Linked DNA regions of Mus musculus: region 2 is linked to region 1. Evidence: chromatin contacts called from public promoter capture Hi-C data. All regions are on one chromosome and are shown on one strand. Each heading gives the region's core, a stretch centred on a gene start, on an enhancer-like site or on the middle of the called end of the contact. The rest is flanking DNA. Distances are from core to core; before and after follow the strand shown. Region 1 holds the start of E030025P04Rik (RIKEN cDNA E030025P04 gene). Region 2 holds the start of Abca8b (ATP-binding cassette, sub-family A (ABC1), member 8b).

Region 1 (3,978 bases), core at 538-3,037:
TGTCCCTAGCCTTCAGGCTAGCCCATGCCTGCTATGAGCATACATCCCTGCATTGCTAACTGGGACTGTCTATAATGGACAAAGTCAATGTTCATTATTATGGTCTACAAGTTAGTTCTCTCTGTCTCTGTCTCTGTCTCTGTCTCTGTCTCTGTCTCTGTCTGTCTGTCTGTCTGTCTCTGTGTGTGTGTGTCTGTCTGTCTGTTTGTCTGTCTCTGTCTGTCTGTCTGTCTGTCTCTCTCTCTCTCTTTCTCTGTGTGTGTGTGTGTGTGTGTGTGTGTGTGTGTGTGTGTGTGTGTGTGCCCACTCTATAGCACAGGCTGACCTTTAACTCATTGTATGAACCTAAGCCAGTCTCAGACTCAGGAAAGTCCTCCTTCAGCCTCCTGGGCACTGCAGGGATTACAGATATATACTATCGTGCCAAGTATGATGCCAGTTCTTAATGGGAAGGCCCTTTGTTTTATAGCAGGACATTTGGCGTGAAGGCCTATGAAAGAGCAAAGAATCAGAAGTCGGTCTGTAGCTGGGATCCTGTGCCTCCCCTGGAGTCTGCTGACTCTTGCTCTGAGGGGCACTTATAATGCTTGCTAGAGCAGACTTAGACCTCCACGACCTCAGGCAACCATGTAGCGCTCCGAGATCCCCTTCTCCCCTCTGTGACACTAGAATGGGCTTTACCTCCAGTCGTTGAAAGAAGATGTTGTATTTCAATGCTTTGTGAAGAGATTCCAGTCTATTCTGAGGGAAGAGCAATGGGTTCCTACATTCTTAGAACGGGGAGTGTTCTCATGACTTGGTGAGAAAAATTATCTTTGTGGAAGTGTGGCCCTCTGAGATACATAAGGTGGAAAAAGATGAGGTGTCTTCCTGAAGTCCTCGGTGAAGAAACCCCAGAAGAAACCCCACTTTTTTTTTTCGAGACAGGGTTTCTCTGTATAGCCTTGGCTGTCCTGGAACTCGTTTTGTAGAACAGGCTAGCCTCAAACACAGACATCTACCTGCCTCTGCCTCCCAAGTGCAGGGATTTAAGGTGTGCACCACCACGCCCGACTTGAAACCCCACTTTTGAAACTATGGTTTGTCATGTTGATGTCTCCTAAGTACCCATTGGCCTCGGGCCCCTCCTCCTAAATTCGTTTGATACGCTGTTCCTTACCAGCCAAAGTTAGAAGTTTGTATGTGGCTATTTAGTTTCAGTGGTTATTTAAAAAAAAATGTCACAGCTAACTCTCACCTGGGCCTTTTCTGCATCCTATTAGCTGTGTCCTCTGTGTCTCTGACGGCCACGCGTCTAACAGTCGGATCCCTTCCATCCTGGTCTTGGCTGAAGTTGACCCACCTCCTGCTGCTCCCAGGGGTGAGGTGGGGACAGTCCTTCCCCCAAATCTGAGACATGCTTACGCAGTATCTGAAGGGTTGACTAAACTCTGGTTCTTGGTATGTTTTTTTCTTCTTCTTTGGTGTTGTCTGAGACATCCATTCGAAACTCCCCAGATGTCAGAGCCCAGGAGTTACACGCCAAGACTTCTGTTCTCTAAGGGAGGAGGAAGCCCTAACATCTTTAGCTACTCACTCTCCTTTTGAGTAGTGCTCAATCCCTTTGCCCTCCTTGCTGCAAATCTCGCAGTCATCCATCTCAGAGCGTTCCCAGAACCAAGGGCAAAGCTCCAGCTGCCACTGGCCCCAGCAGAATGGGATCTGTTCCCCCTGGTGAAGCTGAAAATTCCTTCTCATCTTGGCAACCACATCACACCAGTGTGTGTTTGCTGATCTGTGGGCAGCAAAGACTCTGCAGCATTTCCCCTCTTACCACGTGCTCTGGTAAGTCATGTGTTCTTGTGTGGATCAGTCCCTGTCCCGTCCCCCCCCACACACACACACACCCTGCCCAAGGACGTGATCTAACGTTTGTTTACTCCAGAGGTCCTCTTGCATAACCCAGTCCTAGTCTCTGTCTCTTGAAGTGATTGAGAATCCAGAGTTGGCCATCCAGCTGTGTCTCTGGCTTTGGATCAATAATCAATTTGACCCTCATATTTTCTAGAGTTTAATCTAAGTCATTGATAAACATGTTGAATAGAAGTGGACACATGACACAGCCCCATGCTACTGAAAATCTTTCTGGGGTCAGAGTTCACATATTGATGGTCCAGCTGCCAGATGAGGCCTGCAGATGTGCTATGTTTGGACTGAATAATATTTTATGTTTCTTTTTTATTTTACCTTTGAATTAGTGGCCAACACTGGATTATTTTTTAAAGCTTCTCCTGAACGATTGAAGCTATGTCAACACCAGAACCACAACCCAACAGCTGGAGCAGCTGTATACAGTTATGTAGGTTGTAGACTATGCACTCTACCTGGGACTCGTGCAATGAGCACATCTGGTAGTCGATACACAGGCTCTCTGTTTGGCCTCTGTCCCAACTGTCCCCTGTTATCAGGCACACAGCCCACTCTTACTTATTGACGATATCTGTCTCATTCCTGAAGGTCTCCATTTAGGAGATTCTATATCCTGTTTATCAGCATCCTTTGGGTACAATCTGTCAGCTGGTTATAAATCTAACTAATTGCACCATTTCCCAGGCCGTGTAATCTCTCTGGATTTTATGAGTGCCGTTGCCAGATGCTGTATAAAGCTTGGTTATTAGCGTCCATCCCATGTCCTTGGAGTGCTAGACTCTTAGGACTGAGGGAAACAGAACTGCAATGGCCTTCGCCTGGCTTGGACTTGGGATTCTATGTATTTACTTCTTGAGGAACAAAGGCACTATCTTGTAAACATTGTTTCTAGGAACTTGGAATCGAGCCAGGCATTTGTCGTAACCTCGCCAAGCAAGCATGCAGAATGAGACCCTCCATCCTTTGGAACTCTTGGAGGTGGGCTTCACTTCCTTTCTTTTCCAGACCCTTTGGCTGTTCTCTGTAAGGTCTGATTTGGAGTCAGGTTAGCAACTCATCTTAGGATCCTTACCATGTAAGACCTTAAGATCATGGCTGGAATCATCTGCCTACTAAGGCCAGTAAGTATTTCATGTTTGTCTCCAACCGATGCCTTCTTGTCAATATCGTCTGCCCCAGTCAAGCTGAAATACTTCCGTAGTTGTTCTCTTAAGCACGTCCTCCTTCTATCTTCACAAGGACCATTTGGACTGCTAGGACCATGGTCAGAGCTACATGCTCACAGGCCTTCGGTTCTAAAAGGGCTTTTTGAGTGACCCTCTCTGCTTATGAATAGTGCCCAGGACTCCAGCACTGTGCTTCTGAACCCTGGACTTATTGCACAGCCTCTAGGAACCTCTCAAATCTGCAACATGAACTACCACTGCTACTGCCTGTTGGTCAAGACAACACCAGATGCTAAGCAACCCCCAAGAAAAGAAAAGCAAGGTAGTTATCGCTCCTTGACATGAAGTCTTCAAACCTGGCCACCTGGAGGTCCCCACAGCCAGGCTTTGTGTCTTGCTTCTGCAGTGGCAGCAACATAAGAGACTGCAGAATGTCATCTATTCATGGATCCAGGGAGCAGAGAAGGTGATAATGGCCAAATAGCTCAGTCTCAGGGAGTTTCCCTATGGTTTGAAAACCACTTTCATCCACACTAGCTCATGATGTCCTTTCTTTAGTCATCCAGGATACATCGAACACTTAACACATACCCCAAGGTCTGAGGTGAGTGGTCCTCTGTACCTCCTCTTTGCTCTCTGAAGCATCTAGTGACAGTTCTGCTCATGTTAACCCCCTCCAGGGGTCCCCAAGGCTGACCTGATGAGGGCTGGTGCCTGCCACCCATACTGGGACTTGCCCCATCTCTTGGACTATATGGTGTTAACGTCTATGTTACCACGAGTCTTTCCCTACACCTGAACCCTATTGTCAGACACTATGAGAGCCACCAGGGACACCACAGCAAACAAGAGAGAGTTCTTTAAGGACCTGCAGGTGCAACAGATCTTGTTCTTCTCACGGGAA
Region 2 (4,521 bases), core at 1,577-4,076, 850 kb after region 1:
CATAAAATACTGACAACTGTTCTGTTGTTTAAAACCTAATTAATAAATAATAATATTTTTAAAGTGAATTAAATTATGTATGAACCTTTGCTTTGGATAATCTCTCACTATGTTTTATTCTTATATTTGATTTTATTTACCTCTATTCTAATCATACTTTTTATATTCTTATCATTTTTTGCTGAGCTGTTAAATATTTTTTTCCTTTCCTCAATTTCCTGTCCTGTTCAAAGCACATTATAAAGGTATTCATATATCTTTAATGGTTGCTCTTAATTTTCCCAAAGAACTGTGATTTATTTTATGAAAATTTCACAGCTCTTATTACGATTTATCTTTTACAAATACTGTCTACATATATGAGCTCTCGGATAGATTCTAACTGATCCGGTTATTATACAGAAATGTGACTCAACTTTTAATCTGAAGTAAGCACAAATAGATTTATGTCTACGAATAATAATCTGTTATCTTTCCAGTGAATGGTCATTTCTGTGGTGAGGTGTTGTATCTGGGAGGCAGAGGTAGAAACTCCAGGTAGTGGCTCTGGACTGGCTTCATCTGGATTGGGAATTCATGATCCTTTGCCTTGTGTGTGAGGCAGTACGCAGGAGGGCATTCCAGGGGCTTTGCCCAGAACCGGCTGAAGAGAACAGCATTATTGTACTGCCATAGAGACTACTTAGCAGAACAGAACAAACTTTCCCACAGGTGTGCAGCAAACCACAGCTTTAGCTAATTCAACACCGAAGGAAGAGAGGGAAGATCATCTATAGGAGAGGGGGTGGGCAGGTGTGTTTGTGTGTAAATATCAGTGGGTGATTTGATAAGGGGATTTGCATATATATATATATATATATATATATATATATATATATATATAAATAATTAAATGGGAATGTAAAATTTCCTGCAGAAGATGTTTTAGTGCATAATAACACCACCTCCTGCTACAACTTCAACAATCAATACTATGCAAACATGCTCTGGTGAAACCTCTTCTGCAAACTAAGGGATGTAAATGCTCTTCAAAAGCATTTTTTTTTTCCTGAGGGAGGACACTGGATACCTAAGCTGAATCATGAAAGGGAAGGCTCCCCAGAATCCCATGCTTATCAGATTTCTGGGAAGCCAGGGGCGTGAATGGCCCGGGCTTTTGACCACAAAGTCAGTAGCTCCATGGTGAATACCATAAAATTGGTTCTAAGTCCTAAGAACTGAAGCGAGTGCTAGGGATGAACCCCACACGATGATCCACAGCAACAAGCTGGTGGGTCCTTACCAGAAGTGCTCCTCATGTTTACCACACACAGAGAGCTCACTCTCGTGGATTCTCTAGAGTCGAAGCTCAGGTGATAAGTCCTGGCCAGTCTAATGGGAGACACAATGGCTGAAGCAGGCTCAGGGGCTATTGCCACAGGAGGAACCTGCATAGGGCTGTTAAAGGAGGTCCCAGGCAAGGCAGACAGGCAAGAAAAGAAAGGAGACAACTCATGGAAAGAGAGAAGGAAGGAATGGATGCCAAGAGTGGAGCTGCATCAGGTTGGAGTGCCCACTGAGGGGCCGCTAAGGTGCCTCATGAGTTGTTCTCAGTCCGGATAATCCAGAGGGAACAACTTCTGAGGGGACTGTGTAGTCTGTTGGGGTGGCAGAGTTGTCTGAGTAGAGATCTCAATACAGAATCAGGCACAGCCCTGCAGGCAACTGCACTCTTGTCTGCAACTTCTCTGATTTTATTTGTAAATTAAAATCGCCTCCTTGTCTGTCCACTCCTGGTGTGTGTGTTCTGCGATTTGTAAAAATACTGAAGACATGAACCCTCCTTATCTGTGGCATAAATAATATCCAAAATGTTTAAGTGGGGGGGGGGGGGGGAGGAGGAGAAAGGGGAAGGGAGGGAGAGACAGACAGACAGACAGACAGACAGAGACAGAGACAGAGACAGAGACAGAGACAGAGACAGAGACAGAGACAGACAGAGACAGAGGGCGAGAGACTAAGTGTTTCTCCTCCCCTGTTGCCCTGGGAGGCTGACACTTCTGTGCTGAAGGATGAACATTCAAAGTTAGGCTGTGAGACAGGAGAGCCCTGCACATTTCACATTCTCATTTCCCCCACGGTGTCAGAACAGCCAGAGATCCAAGAACAGTCACAGCTTGCTATTCATCAAGTGTTCTGTGAACCCTCTCCGGAAGCAGTCTCAGAAAAGTTAACCCCAGATTGCCAAATTACATCATCAAAGCAAATAACTCCAGAGGCAGTACAAGCTTCCCACTCAATCCTGAAGTGTCTCAGCTTGACAGTCAGTCTGTTGGCCAATTTCAGCTCATTCGCACACTCATTTTATGGCTCAGCAGAACATCATGATATAAAGGTATATATTTTAATTGAATACCTTGCTCTATTTAATATTACACACCAGACACCAAAACATTTCAGAATAGCCCACTGATTTTTAAAAAACCAACTTTGACACAGATGGTTAGCATTCAGCTCATAAAACGGTTCATTTTTTTATTATAACAACAACAATAATAATCCCGATGCCCAAACAAATAAACCTGATAAGGAAAACAAAATCTCAGAAACTTACTTTCGGGAAATGCCAAGCAGGGACTCCAGCCGCACCATTTAATCACGGGCTCTGTTTAGAATAATAAAGTGAGACACCTTCCCCTCCCCCTATTCTCCAGCACCTTTCTAGAGTTTAACTGTTTGCTGTCCGTGAACGCGACTGGTGAAAGCTGCTCTCAGCGGGAGTTTATGATCTCAGCTCTGGGTTGGTCTTGCCAAACACCACGGACACGTGACCGCGCATGGCTGCTCCTCTTTTACCGCTGTGCAGCCAGCCCCCGCAGGGCGGTGCCAGTTATATTTGGTCACCTGGCCATGTGGCTGTATAACGGAGGAAATTCAATATTCCCAAGCTTGCAGGATGCCTAAGCTGGAGAGCAACATTTAATGCGTTGCTTTTAAACTGGAAGGTGGTAAATCAGAGAGCTGTGTTATCGGAGGAAAGCTTTCTCTCCACCCACAGCCCTGGGCTTCTGACTTCTTCACTCAGGATTTTCATTCTTATTTCTCAGTTTTGCTTTCATTTAGTTCTCTGGTGATTTTTTTCCAGTTCCCGCTGAGCTTTAGTCTTGACTGTTGATTTATGGAGTAGGTTTTAGGGTCTTCATTCTAGATACTGGAGACAATTATCTTGTATGTCCCTTCTGCTCCTGGAGGAAAGAGATAGACATCAAGGGTCTTCATCAAGTGCTGTCCATATTTCTGTTATTTTTGCAGCTTGATTGCCATTTGCTTAATAAACACTAATCATGGATTATGAATATGCTATTTTATTATATATTATTTTAATTATATATTACTGTGTACCATGCTATTATTTTTCTGACTGGTGTAACTGTGGCATTATTTACCTTGGGGGTATCCAACAGCTATATAATTGAACACCAAGCCTTCTCAATCAGAAGGAAATTGTGTTTGATATTCTAAACCTAGTCAACTCTCTGTGGATGTAGCGGTCATAGACCCTAGAGGAGAATGTACCACTGCTATTTTTCTTAAGCAATATAATTTCTAACTGCATTTTAAATACTTCTTATGCCTACAGTTGAATGTAGTTCTCATGCTTCTTCAAGAAGCTTCCTTTTGCATCTAACTGAGGCTACTACAAGGATCCATAACTGGTCGCCAAGAGGTACCCAGACCCAACACATTATGTACACCCATAATATAAGTTCAGGGAACATCCTGGAAGAAGGGATGTGAATCAGAGGACTAGGCTATATGGCTGCTGGACAATATCTTCTAGACAGGATTGCTGCTCCCGGGAGGTTGCAACAATATATCTGCCTAAAGGAAACTTACATAATGACAACCACAGCTGACATGCCAACAGGAAGAGGTAAAATTTCTAGGGTCTACTCCTAGATAAAGAGATATAGGCAACCAATGACTGGTGAGGAACGGAGAACCAGTGCTCTCCAGAAAAAAGTCTTGTAGTTCATCCAATCCCAAGTGGTCAGCCCTAAAGACGGGTACATATGAACAATGTTAAAAGACATTAGGGGTGTGTGTGTGTGTATGTGTGTGTATGTGTGTGTACAATAGAAATTAAGATGCCATGAATTTGAGAGGGAATTGAGTAGACACACAGGAAAAATTAGAGGGGAAATTATGTAAATGTAATACATGTATGAAATTCTCACACAATTAAAAAACAAATTCATTATACTGTTTTTTTTTGTTGTTGTTTGTTTGTTTTAGAGACAGGGTTTCTCTATGTATCACCGTAATTTTTATTTTAAAAAGGTTTATTTATTTTATCTTATGTGTTTGGGTGTTTTGGTTGTACGTCTGTGCATGCGCATACATCAAGTGCATACCTTGTGTCCGTGGGGTTAAGAATTGAGTCAAATCCCTTGGAACTGGAGTTACAGATTGCAGATTACCGTATGGGAACTGAATCTGGGTCCTCTGCAAGAGCAACTGTGCTCTTTATCCCTGAGCCAC

The links. Capture Hi-C pulls out chosen DNA fragments and counts their contacts.
Region 2: a contact with region 1 is called in a promoter capture Hi-C map of liver, with 5 times the contacts expected there. The contact joins the promoter of Abca8b here to the promoter of E030025P04Rik in region 1. A contact is called at or near these places in 1 of 39 promoter capture datasets (pre-B cells) and 1 of 9 other capture datasets (liver).

The regions. Positions count from the first base shown.
Region 1 is chr11:109,142,582-109,146,559 of GRCm38.p6, forward strand. It overlaps E030025P04Rik (RIKEN cDNA E030025P04 gene), which reads right to left and starts at 1,788. Exons shown (of 3, transcript NR_037978.1): 1 at 1,238-1,788.
Region 2 is chr11:109,993,019-109,997,539 of GRCm38.p6, forward strand. It overlaps Abca8b (ATP-binding cassette, sub-family A (ABC1), member 8b), which reads right to left and starts at 2,827. Exons shown (of 39, transcript NM_013851.3): 1 at 2,594-2,827.